Regions from separate parts of the Sus scrofa genome. Here region 2 is linked to region 1. The links are chromatin contacts, called in public HiChIP or PLAC-seq maps. All regions are on one chromosome and are shown on one strand. Each heading gives the region's core, a stretch centred on a gene start, on an enhancer-like site or on the middle of the called end of the contact. The rest is flanking DNA. Distances are from core to core; before and after follow the strand shown. Region 1 holds the start of HES6 (transcription cofactor HES-6). Region 2 has its middle 8.7 kb from the start of TRAF3IP1.

Region 1 (6,538 bases), core at 1,249-3,748:
CTCACCCAGGAGTACAGGGGGAAGGGCACTTGGGCCTCTGACCAGGCTGGGGAGGATGGGAGGAAGAGAGCCAAGCTTTGGGCTTTTGGGGGACACAGGACAACAGGGGGCGATTGAAAGAAAGGAGTGGGTTCATACCTGGGGGAGCAACGCAGCCCTAGGGACGTCTCGGGGCCCTGCACACAGAAGAGCAGAGACAGGGAGTTCCCGTCGTGGCTCAGCAGTAACAAACCCAACCAGTGTCCACGGGGACATGAGTTTGACCCTTTCCCTCACTCAGTGGGTTAAGGATCCGGTGTTGCTGTGAGCTGTGGTGTAGGTGCAGACGCGGCTCGGATCAGGCATTGCTGTGGCTGTGGTGGAGGCTGGCACCTGCAGCTCCAATTTGACCCTTAGCCTGGGAACCTCATATGCCACATGTGTGGCCCTAAAAGGCAAAAAAAAAAAAGAGAGAGAGAGAGAGAGGGAGGGAGGGAGAGAAAGGAAGAAAGAAAGAAAGAGAGAAAAGGAAAGAAAAGCAGAGACAGCCAGGTGAGAATTGGCAGAAAGGGCCCCCAGGTAGTTATGAGGTTAGTGAGGTGACTTCGAGAACCATCAGGCACCTGACCAAACTTGCCCTCCCTGTGGAGGTCCCTCTGGTGGGGAGTCTTAGGTGAAATAGTCACCTGAATAGCTGTCAGACCCATCTTCATGTATTTATTTATTTTATCTTTTTAGGGCCGCACCCATGGCATATGGAGATTCCCAGGCTAGAAGTCAAATTGGAGCTGTAACTCCCGGCCTGCCTGCGACCTACCCCACAGCTCAGGACAACACAGGATCCTTAACCCACAGAGCGAGGCCAGGAATCGAACCTGTGTCCTCACAGATATTAGTCAGATTCGTTTCCACCACACCACGACGGGAACTCCAGATCCATCTTCAGACCTCAAACCGACCTCTGTAACTACCTGGGAGCCCCTTCTGCCCGTTCTCACCTGGCTGTCTCTGCTCGACTTTTCCAGTCTGTGGCCTAGTCCTACCACCCAACCACACTTCAGTCTCTGGAGTTTTCTTTGCCCTGCTGCCTGCCGGCTTGGCTTGGGACATCTCACCTTCCCACCCACCCAGCGCTTCTGCTAGGCCAGGCTCCTGCTCAGGGAAAATAACGGGTCCCGGTGAGCACCTACCCCCACCAGGGACACTTATCCCCTGGAGGGGCGAAGAGCAGACCCTGACAATCCCAGGCCCGGGAGAGAAGCAGAGGACTGAGCAAGGGCAGGGCAGGTAGAGGGCTAGGGAAGCTGAGGCCTAGACAGGGAGGAAGGAGCCACCCAAGGGGGGCCCCAGCCTGTTCCAGGTGCAAGGATCCGTGTGTGCAAAGGCCTGGCGGCTAGAAGGCAAATTGGTATTCTGGCTCTGCTGGGGGGTGGTGAGACCCAGCAGCGGCCAGGCAGGGACCCACAGGGCGCGGCCCCACCCACCACGCACCCCACCCTCGGGGAAGCCGGGCCAGCAGATGGGCGGCCGGCCTGGGGGTGGCGGTCGTCTAGCGGCCACAGGCGCACCCACCGCCCGCGCCCGCTCGAGGGACAAAGCGGGCCGAGACAAAGGCGCGGCCAACACCTGTCGCTCTTGGCTGGGCCGCCGCTTTTCTCCGCTGAAGGGGCTGCAGCTGCCAACTGTCACAGGCATCAAGTTACGGCGACCAGACGGCAGCCTCGGCCAGCCCGGCGGGGCGGGACGGGGCGGGGGCAGAGGAGGGGGGAAGGGAGCCGAAGGGGGAAAAGAGGGGGACGAAGGGGACAAGAGTTGGGGATGGGGGCCAAGGCGAAGGAGCAGGAGTGGGGGACCAGGGAAAGACGTGCAGTGGGGTGAGGACCAGGGAAGGCTGGGAGGGGAGGGAGGGCGGGGGTCAGGGAAGGGGGTGCAGAGAGGGTAGGAACTAGGGAAGGGCGAGCTTGGGTTGGGGACCAGGGAAGGGTTGGCGGTGACAGGAACTAGAAAAGGTGGTCGGCAAGGGGCATCACCAGAGAAGGAGAGCCTAAAGATAGAGCAGTGCGGGCGGGGCCGGCGGAGGCCCCCCGAGCAGGCAGAAGATGGCAAAGCTTGAGTCCGCAAGAAACGCAAGGTGGCCTCGGGCCCGCTCCCACCCCTGCTGCCCTGGGGGCCCTCACCTCCCAGGAACTCCGCAGCCACCCCAGCCGGACCTGTAGACCTCTCTCCAGGTCGGTAGACGGCGGCCGGTGCGGTGGTGCCCTCATGGGATTCCTCTCCTGTTGCGCCTTCGGTCAACAAAGTCAAGCGTGAAGGAAAGAGTGAATGAATGATGGGTGGGTGAGCTCCGGCTCGCACACACAGCCCACCGGCGGACCTTGCTCAGGGTAGGAAGGCAACCTAGCGCACCTCGGGCTCCAGCGCCCCGGGTCGTCGCCCCCTCGGGTGCCCCTCAGCGCTGGGTTCGCCCAGAGGCGGGGCTGGGCTCCCCACCCCCACCGCGCCCGCAGGCCACGCCCTGCCAGCTGCCGCGCGACCCGGCGGCGGGGCCAGACAAAGCGCGCCTCTCTCATTGGCCCGGGCGGCCAATCGGTGCATTGAGATGCAAATAAGGCGCTATAAAATGGGCGGGCGCGACCGCCGGCGTAAGGACGCGGCGTCAGACGCGGGGAGGCCGGGAGGGCGGCTCCCGGCCGCTGAGCTGCGGGCAGCGCGGGGGGCTTCTAGCGCTCTCCGCGGTCTGGTCGGTGTGGGTGATGGCTCCGCTGCTGGCGCCCGGCCGGGACCGTGCGGGTCGGGAGGATGAGGACGGCTGCGAGGCGAGGGGGGACCGCAAGGTGCTGGCTGTAGCCGCGCGTGGGCGAGCGGGCGGGCGGGGAGCCGTGCAGCGCCGGGGCTCAGTTGCTCGCTTCCCGCAGGCCCGGAAGCCTCTGGTGGAGAAGAAGCGGCGCGCGCGGATCAACGAGAGCCTGCAGGAGCTGCGGCTGCTGCTGGCGGGCGCCGAGGTGAGACGGGCGGGCGCCCGAGGGCTGCGGGCGGGCGGGCGGGGGTCGCGGGCGGGCCGGGCCTCACCGCCCCTCCCCCACCGGGCGCTCCCGCCCGCGCAGGTGCAGGCCAAGCTGGAGAACGCAGAGGTGCTGGAGCTCACCGTGCGGCGCGTGCAGGGCGCGCTGCGGGGCCGGGCGCGCGGTGAGTGGCGGCAGGGCGCGTGGGCGGAGGCGGGGAGCGCGGTCGCCTGGCCTGCCCCTGCCCCGGACCCAGCCAGGGCTTCCCGGCCTGAGACGGGGTGCGCGCTCCCCACCTCTCCTGGGTGAGTCACCGTCCGGGTGGGCCGGGCCACGGCAGTGGCAGCTCACGGGGCCCGGCGCGGCTCTCTCCCCTTCCATCCTCGAACGTAGAGCGTGAGCAGTTGCAGGCGGAAGCAAGCGAGCGCTTCGCCGCCGGCTACATCCAGTGCATGCACGAGGTGCACACGTTCGTGTCCACGTGCCAGGCAATCGACGCCACCGTCGCCGCCGAGCTCCTGAACCACCTGCTGGAGTCCATGCCGCTGCGCGAGAGCAGCAGCTTCAGGGACCTGCTGGGGGACGCCCTGTCCGGGCCACCGGGAGTCCACGGGCGGAGCAACTGGCCAGTGGGAGGTCCCCTGGGGTCCCCACTGCCCAGCCCGCGGGGCTCCGGGGACGACCAGTCCTCTGACCTGGAGGAGGCCCCAGAGGCTGAACTGAGCCGGGCAACTGTTGAGGGGCCAGAGTTGGTGCCCGTAGCCCTGGGCAGTCTGACTGCTGCGCACATGGCCCATAGTGTCTGGAGACCTTGGTGACCAATGGCCAGTTTGGGGTCTGCAGGGTGGACCCTGCCTTCTCATGCTCTAGTCTCTCCTCCCTGGGGTCCAAGTGTGTCGGGGCAGGGTCCTGGGTCTCTTGGTTCTGCCACCCTCCTCCAGAGGATGGCTTGCCGTGAACAGCAGGGATAACCAGCCCAGCTAGGCCGCTAGCCCTGCTTCCTGAAGGAGTAATATTTATGGACCAGCCCCTGGTGGGTGCAGGGAGGGACCTACAGGCAGGAGGAAGGATCTTGCAGGGTCGCCAGGGCTCTCCGGGATTTCACCTGTCCCAGACTTCTCAGGCACTGTGTGGGTCTGGGGGCAAAGGTGACAGCAATGCTGAGCTGGGCACGGGTGTCCTGGCAGAAGGAGACCTCGGGCCCTGGCAGCCCTGGTCTGAGCAGAAGCTCAAACTTGCCATTCAGCCAGGACACAGGGAGGCATTCTGCAGCTTTGCCCAGAGCTGCCAGAGAGAAGCAAGGCTCCCTGTATGTCTTGCATTTAGCACACTTGAGTTCGTGTAGTAGGTTGCCAGCGTTTGTTCCAATTCTGTTAAATAAAGGATTTTGGAAAGTCAGTGTCATTAATGTGCCAAATGCAGAAATACGAAACCAAGCACATTTTTTCCTGTGTCTAATGCTGTGTTTTTAGGACACCTCGCCCTTGGTCAGCAACATAAGTAGGATGATGGCAGTGCAGATGGGACAGCTGTGGCAGGTCTCACAGTGGACAGTGCTTCTACCTCCCTGTGGCCACGTGGTTCCAGATGGGTTTCCCCTCAGGTCCTCAGGCATGGCCCACCCTCCCGGGAATTGGGTGCACCCTGGTGGTGGATACCATTGCACGAGTCGGTCGCCAGAGCAACAAGCTCTAAGGAAACGGCCTGTCCCTGGACCATTCTGCTCGTGAGCTTCTGGGAATGAAACGAATGCCTGGTTGCCGGCCTTGTGGTTGGGACGTTCCTTTCAAAAGTCTGGGTCCATGAGTGCGATGCAGATGGTGATCTACTGAGGTTGTCCCTTTTCTTGATTGAAGAGGCCGCTTCCCCAGTGCCAGTGACCTTGGGGTCGGGGAGACCCACCCAGTTTCCCGCCTAGGCAGCTTGAACTTGAGGTCCAGTTGGGCCCAGGAGGTCAGAAACCTTGAAAGGAAGGGGATGCCCCCTTGGGCTGGGTCAGGGCCCGCAGAGAGCCTGTGGTCCGTTGATAGGAGCCACTGCCACAGAGGGCCCAGCCCTGCACCTCCCGCCCCAGGACCCCAAAGCAGCTTGTTGTTGTCCTCACTTAGAGTTGGCAATGCCCAGGTGGGGTCAACGTGTGACAGTTGAGGATTGACACCTGGTCGCCTCTTCTGTGTGTGCCCTTTGCTTTAAGAACATCTGTCCCGGAGTTCCCATCGTGGCACAGCGGAAACAAATCCAGCTAGGAACCATGAGGTTGCGGATTTGATTCCTGACCTTACTCGGTGGGTCACGAATCTGGCGTTGCTGTGAGCTGTGGTGTAGGCTGGCAGCTGCAGCTCCGATGAGACCCCCTAGCCTGGGAACCTCCATGTGCCGCGGGTGTGGCCCTAAAAAAAAAAAAACCAACTCTCCCCAGAGCCCTTTGAACAAGAGCCCCTCAGCAGGTCCTGGCCACCAGGGGTGTTTCACCATGGCTCCCCTGTGATCCAGTCTTAGGCCTCAGCCACCAGGCTCTAACCAGATGCACCTTAATTTTAGTGACTGAGATGAGTTATGGAGGGGGTGAGGTGGCGAAGGCAGGTCCATAAAAGAGCTCAAGAGAGATGGAGACATTCCTGGGATTATTTTAATCGGCCAGATAAATTGATAGAGGTCATGTCCACCAGGTCCACCTGTGAGACCTCTGTCCCCTGTGACTCCCAGCAGCAACCAGAGGCCACTGTCATGAGCTCTGATGCCATTTGGGGAGCATCAGCCAGGGACTGTTTAGAAGGAACCACTCTTTACACTGGTGCCCAGACTTGGCACATCCTCCCAGAGGCCGTAGGAAGGGAGCCCAGGCCATGGGGTTCACAGTACAGGAGGCTGGGAGTTCCTGCTGTGGTGCGAGGGGAATGACGGAGTCTTGGGAGCGCTGGGATGCGGGTTTGATCCCTGGCCCGACACAGTGGGCTAAGGATCTGGCTTCACCGCAGCTGGGGCTTAGGTCGTAACTATGGTTCGTATCTGATCCCTGGCCCAGGAACTCCCAAGCAGGGGCAGCCAAAAGAGGAAGAACGACAACAAAAAATACAGGCGGCTGAGCTGGAGAGAGAGGTGTTTCCGACACCAGGGCCCTCCTGAGGTCAGAAGCCACTAACCCAGAACTCTGGCCCTGTGCCCCCGCCCACCCGTGAGTCAGCTTCCCTGAAGCCCTTGAGAGAAGCCGCTTTTCTTTCTCAACAAACGTGGCTCCCAGAGCAGAGACCACTGGCAGCCTCCGTGGGGCCAGGGCAGCTTCTGCCTATTGTGCAGCCTGGGCCCACTGGTTTCCAGCCTGCTCTCCTTCCTGTTCTGCCGGACGAGCCTTTCGCACCCCCTCCTCTCAAAGCCCCTCCAAGCCCTCACAGCCTTGCTCTAGGTGTTTGGTAGCCCTGCTTCATCATTCCTGGGAACTGCCTCCTTCCCACTTCAAACCCCTGGCTTGTGGTATTAGTCTTCTATGAATGCCATAAACTGCCACAAACTTGGTGTCCCAAAGCAATGTGACTGTATTCTCGGGCAGTTCCATAAGA
Region 2 (6,538 bases), core at 1,115-3,614, 68 kb before region 1:
AAGGCAAAGCCGCTGCTCTGCTCTTAAATATGCTGAGATCATCTCTGCCCCAGGACCTTCGCACGTGCTGCTCCCTTCAGCTCAGTAGGCGTAGCCCTGGTCCCCCCACGCTTCATACGGCTGCATCTTCGCTGTTATTTGGATCTCAGTTCACGTGGGACTTCCTCAAAGATGTGAAAAGTAAACCACATCTGAGCCCTCCAGCCTGTTAATCTTTATTTTCTTTGAAGTACTTATCACTCTTTCTGGAAGCGATTTTTAGAATTCCCATTTTTTGTTTTCTGTCACCTCTCCCACCCCAATCACCCCCAGAAAGCGAGTTCTATGGGCACCGGTAGGTTTGCTCCCTCCCGAATCCCCGATACCTTCAGTTTGGTCAGACACGTTCGACTCCCAATGCCCATTTGTCAGATGCTGAAGGGACTGTGATCTTATGAAAACTGCTCTTGACTAAGGGCTCTTAATAATATGATTTGCTTCTACCACAATTTCCTTTTTATTTCTTTTTTTTTTTTTCTGCAGCACATGGACATTCCCAGGTTAGGGGTCAAATCAGAGCTGCAGTCGCCAGCCTACACCACAGCCACAGCAACGTGGGATTTGAGACACAGCTGTGACCTACACTGCAGCTGCAGCCATACTGGATCCTTACCCCACTAAGTGAGGCCGGGGATCAAACCTGCATCCTCATGGATACGAGTCGGGTTCTGAAACCACTGAGCCACAACGGGAACTCCTTCACCACAATTTTGAATGAAAAAAAGTCAAAGCATAGTGCTATGTACTCAGTGCGACCTCAGCGACGTTCAGGGTGTGTGTTTGTGTGAGAGTCCAGCAGTTTCTAGGTTTCAGAAATGACCTCGGAGTTGGGATGAGACATTTCTTCTGCTTCTTTATACCTCATTGTGATTTAGATTTATCTCTCCATAAATAATAACTTCTCAATGAAAAGCAAAAGTTGAAAGGGGTCACTTTCCCACGAAGGGAAAACCGCTGTGTTGCTACCTTGTTGGTAAACGTCCCAGTGCCCACTGATACCCCAGTCCTGCATCGCCGCCTCTAACGGGACCCTTTAGGGGACTGAAGATGGTCTGCCCCGCAAGGCACTTCCCGAATTCGCGGCGAAGGTAGCTGATGGCCAGTGCAGCCTTTCCCTGTAACTAGCTGTGTGCCTGTGGTCAGTTCTGGCCCTTTTAGTCCTCATGCATTTCACCCAGAAGCGAGGGGTTTGAACCGAATGAGCTCACACACCTCTTCCAGTGACCATCTAGTGGCCATGCATGGGTTAATGAAAAGCCCTTGGAGAAGCTCCCGGTGGAAGGATCAGGGCAGAGCCCGCCTGCACCCGGTTCCCCTAATCCAGGGTCTCCTGGGACCTGGGGGTCTGATGGGGCGCCCTTAAATCCATGACAACACATACGGAAGAATTATCTAAGGGCACTTTCCTGGAGTTGGGGGTCCACGGCTCTCATCTTATTTGAAAGGGGGGCTGGTTCTCAAATCATCGGCATTGGAGCCCCAGCAAGCGCTTTCCAGAGGAGTCTGGTTAACCAGTGTCCAAGGTCAGTCACTGTTTGCCTGAGAGCAAGCCAGGACAAGCCCCGCCCCCATGGACTTGGATCTTTCCGGAGCAGGTGTCCGCGCGAGGGCGGGGGGCGGCGCCAAGTCCCCAGAAGGCCCGGCTCTGCCCGAGGGGCCCGCTCCACCTCCGGGCGCTCTGCCAGCTAGAGCCGCACAGCCCGAGGCGTCTGAGAGCACAGCTTCGGTTTGAGGGGTGTCTGAGGACCTGAGTCCGGCCCCCGCGCCGGGCCAGCCCACCACCCGGCAGCCCCGGGGTCTCCCCTCCTCCCCGTCCCGCCCCTCGCGGTCCCTCGGCAGCCCCGTGGCTGCTGTCATCCTCCTTCGGGCTGCCCTGAAATGGGAAGAGGGACTTGCGGTCGCCTCCCCGCCAGAACGCAGGCTCCAGGAAGGCAGGAGCCTGTCCCCCTGTCTCCTCAGGGCACACCACGCGCCTTGGCTGAAGCCACCCTAGTGGACCCTGTAGGCGGCCACCCAGATGCTTCTCGGCCTGAAGCCGGCTCCACGAGCAGCACTGGTCCTTGCCGGCTCCGGGGTCATTTCCTCTCCGGGGAGAGGAAATCAAGGGCCTTACCTCAGCCCTCCTCCCCAGGAGAGTCCGCCTCCGAGGACTGATACCAACCCACTTCCCAGGAACCTCCACCCACTCGGGCTGCTCCTGGGAGTGGTCTGAGGAAGCAGCCCCTAACCTGAGGTTTCCACGTTGAACCACCCACTAGCCAGGTGCATTGAACCCCCATGATGGGAAGAGAGCCTGCAGAGGTAAGGGAGCATCCCCCCAGCGCTGTGGAGGCCTGGGAGTCCAGCAGGGGGCACTCTCTCTAGCATTTGAAAGGACTGGGATCAGTGGGCGGTTGTGGGGTGGCCAGGCCAGCAGATAAACACAACAAAGGCCAAGGGTGGACGTCAGAGGACCTCCTTGGAAGATCATAAGCAAACCCTTGTCTCTTGCAGCCAAAGATGGGAAAGAGCTGAGGACAGGCCTGAAGTTATTTCTAAGGGCAGCGGGGCTCCAGAGAAGGTTTAATTCTCAGCTCCAGGAAGGCTACTGTGCCCAGATCAGACGCCCGGCTGAGCAGGACTGTAAGATCATAAAAGCACATCTAGACGTTCCCATCGTGGCGCAGCGGAAATGCATCCGACTAGCATCCATGAGGACGCAGTTTCAATCTGGCCTCACGCAGTGGGTTAAGGATCCGGTGTTGCCGTGAGCTGTGGTGTGGGTCACAGACGTGGCTCGGATCCTGCATTGCTGTGGCTGTGGTGTAGGCCGGCGGCTACAGCTCCGATTCGACCCCTAGCCCGGGAGGGAACCTCCACATGCCAAGCGTGCGGCCCTAAAAAGACAATAAATAAATAGATAGACAAAAGGACATCCAGATTGATGTGCTCCAATATCTGGAATCCCCAGAGTCCCCTGAGTCTTCTGGGCTTGCAGAAGCAGTCCACTCCTCCCTGGAAAAGGCGAGCCCTCCCCCTTTTCTCGAAGACAGGATGGAGGCCACTGCGGGGTAAGACAACACACATCTTTCTCAGGCTCCTCCCCAGTAGCCCCCTCCTGCCCCTGGACCAGTCGCTAGGGTCCGGTCACAACACAACCTGGCTGGGCCTTCGGGGCCACTAAGGGAGCAAGGAAGGAACTAGACCTCACGGGAGCCGCAGGGCGCAGCAGAGCCTGAGGCCCGCGTGTGGGCGTCCCTCCCGTCCTGCTGGAACAGAAAGTTGAATGGGGAAGAGCTGGTCAATTGGGAGGATTTTTGCAACACAGGTTTCATGACCCTGGCAAGGACCCAGGAAGACAGGCCTGGGAATGTCCACTGTCGGTAGCTGGAAGCCTGCACAAAGCTGTGGCCTTCACGAGGTGAGGGAAGACCAGCATCCCTGCGCGGGAGATGCGGGGAGAAGAGTAAGGGCTCAGGGAAGCAGGCCTGCGGGGCAGATATAGGACGATATAGTATACATGGGATACGTGTACTGTACATATGGTGTATATAGTAGCTGCAGTACATCTGTGTCCTCTGCCGGCCAGGGCTCGTGGGAGGAGATGCTGCCGTAAGTCTGGGCTCCCTGGTAACAGCGAGGGTGACAGGGTCTCAGGATAACAGAGGCCACGTCGAGGTGCTTCCTGCTCAGAAGCAAGGTAGATACACTTACCGTGACGCGTGGCCAGGCCGGGGTGTTAGCCAGGAGGACCTGACGTGTGGACAGCTGTGAACATGGTCCCTAGAACACGGGGTCCTCGAGGCCGGATGGACGGGCTGCGCCAACAAGGTGTGTGCAACCAAAGAACTCACAGATGTTCTGGAGGGTGAGAGCACCTGTCCCGGTAAAAGGCCAGCATCCCTTGCCAGCTTTTCTGACCCCGGACCCCAGTGGCTGAAGGAAAGCCCAGATTCCCCACATCAGTGCCATTGTGTGTGGCCATAATCCCTCCCAGTCCTTCTCCAAAGGGACCTAAGGTCCCTCATCCAGGTCACCCTCCGCTGGGGGAGGACATACACAACCACTTCCAGGAGCACGGGGCACAGGGTCCTGGGGACCTGAGGTACCATCAGGGCCCTTATTAGAGTGAGGGTGCTCAGGGTTGGGTGGTGAATAGAGTCCTGGCCAAGGTTTGTTTAGGTTAGGTCTAGGTTTGTTTAGACTTTGTTAGGTGCACTGAGTCCACGGACCCACCTGGTGGTTGTTTCCCAAGCCCTTGGGTATGTGTGGCAGGTGGAATAACCTCTGCGTGGGGCACGTTCTGGGCCTGTGGAATAAGAGCTATAGAGTAGGGAAGCCCCCAACGCTGCCCCGCCCCAACCCTGGCCAAGATGGTCAACTGAAAACAGCACTGTACACTGCTGAGAATGCCAGTGGTTTTAAGAATGAGGTAGAGAAGATGGGGAACATACACAGTGGAATATTACTCAGCCGTAAAAAAGAACGAACTCATGCCTTTGGCAGCAACGCAGATGGACCTAGAGATTATCACACAAAGTGATGTAAGCCAGGCAAAGACAAATGCCATATGATATCACTTGTATGTGGAATCTGAAAAAAAGGATACAAAGACATTTATTTACAAAACATAGACTTATAGAAAGCAAACTTATGGTTACCAAAAGGGAAAGGGAGGGAAGGATAAATTAGGGGTTTGGGATTGACAGATCTGCACTATCTGCATATCTGCATATATTTTATATATAACAGAGATATAACCAACAAGGACCTACTGCATAGCACGGGGAACTAGACTCAGCTCCTTATAATAACCTACAATGAAGAAGAATCTTTAAATGTATACATATATATATATATATATACAGAGAGAGAGCTGAATCGCGTGGCTGTATACCTGAAACAAACACAACACTGTAAACTATATTTTAAGAAAAAGTAAAGAATGAAAAAGAATGGGATATACCCCATTCCTAAAATGGATCGTTTCACCATCATATAGCCATTTAATTAATCATAGGAGTCTAATGCCTGTGAAATCAGATGAATCCTGCAAAACCCAAGCAGGTAGTAGCCCCAGCTGTGGTGTCTTTGCTGGAGCAGGAAACACATTCTCAAGTCCATGGTCCACAGCCAATACATTCTTTTCCATCCTTACGAAAAAGGAGGACCAGCGGCAGTTTACATTCGTGTAGCGGAGACAAGGGGACGAATTGCCATCCATCTCGCCCCAGGGTCGTGTTAACCCTCGTCTCTCTGTCCTGACAGAGTCTGGACTCCCTGGGCGTTCTGCGTGATTCCCTGTTGCTCCAACACCTTGCGGATTTCATACTAATTAAACTGGATGAGCCAGAGGACAATGCACCAGGGGCTCTGGTGAGACACGTGCTGCAGAGGGCGGGAGAGAGCCTACGAAGGGCCGGGGGCCCGCTGCGTCCGTGTGTAGGAGTCCAGCGGTTCGGAGCCCAACACTCACCTCCTCCAAAGAAAAGACAGACCCTGCATTTTGCACGCCCCTCCACGAAGAAGGCCCTGCAGGCCTGGTGGCTTCCTCAGATGCTGGAGGCAGCACGCGCCGTTCTTGGAAACACTGCCCAGACCACAGTGTGTAATGACATCCGCAAAGCCCCTCCGGCCCACGTACCCTAACATCTTCGTAGGTTTGGGGGATTAGGACGTGAACACCTTTGGGGGCCATCATTCTGCCCGCCACCCTGGAGCAGCCCACTGGGCTGTGCATTTTGTGTAGAAAGAGAAGTGACCTGAGCGTATTCACACCCCTGGACAGCGACAGCAGGCGACAACAGGCAACAACAGGTGACAGCTGGCGGCAGCAGGCGACAGCAGACGGCAGCAGGCTTGGCTGTGGGTTGGAATCAGCACGCCTTTCCTGTGGGCCGTGCAGTGAGCACCGTGGTGGCCGGGTCACAGGACCACACGGGGCCCAGAGGCATGATGCCTACCCCAAAAGGCCGACCGGTTACAGCAGCAGCTGAAGTTCCACCCAGCAGCACCCGAAAGCAGAGTTAGCCTCATTCTAGCACCTTCCCTGGAGGAATCCCGCAGCCCTCGGTGGAAAGTTGGCCCAAAGGGGAGCCGTGCTTCCTCCTGACTGAATCGGCGCCTTTTCCAAGCGTGGATTTCTTCTCCTGCCCTGCTGCTCCCTCTCTGAGGGTTACGAGAATGTTCCACGTCAGATCTGGAAGCCCACGCCCTATTGCTCCAGACCAAAGGATCTACCTGACAGCAAAGGAGGTGTGAGCTGGGGCTCGTCAGCCTGGGAGTCTTGGAGTCTGTTTCCCACTCCACCCAGAAGCTGCCCGTCCAGGGGAGTGATGGAGCGGACCTCTTCAAGGCCAACCTGAGGTCTCAGGTGGGAGAAAATACCCTGTAAGGACCGCATCCTTTAGGACACGGAATATACCCTAAAGCAGTGAGCAGCATAACCTGCTGTCTTGGAGTTCCCTGTTGGCTCAGTGGTTGAAGGATCCAGCATCGTCAGGGCTGTGGCTCTGGCTAC

The links. HiChIP or PLAC-seq counts read pairs in DNA pulled down with a chosen protein or histone mark.
Region 2: an H3K27ac HiChIP or PLAC-seq map of skeletal muscle shows a contact between it and region 1. The contact joins the enhancer-like site here to the promoter of HES6 in region 1. A contact is called at or near these places in 1 of 5 promoter capture datasets (fetal liver), 11 of 47 Hi-C or Micro-C datasets (alveolar macrophages, embryonic fibroblasts, fetal heart ventricle and 6 more) and 1 of 2 datasets of contacts at active chromatin or transcription factors (skeletal muscle).

What each region holds. Positions count from the first base shown.
Region 1 is chr15:137,783,649-137,790,186 of Sscrofa11.1, reverse strand. It overlaps HES6 (transcription cofactor HES-6), which reads left to right and starts at 2,498. Exons shown (of 4, transcript XM_003359692.4): 1 at 2,498-2,813; 2 at 2,895-2,981; 3 at 3,084-3,165; 4 at 3,375-4,379. The coding sequence starts at 2,733. The coding sequence ends at 3,799.
Region 2 is chr15:137,851,692-137,858,229 of Sscrofa11.1, reverse strand. No RefSeq gene overlaps it. Among named protein-coding and RNA genes, the nearest start is that of TRAF3IP1, 8.7 kb to the left of the region's middle. Within about 2 kb of position 2,364, at least 20 of the 83 cell types and tissues checked have an H3K27ac peak or open chromatin away from gene starts, as enhancers often do. A contact at or near this core is called in fetal liver, fetal skeletal muscle, liver and 1 more, where this site is marked.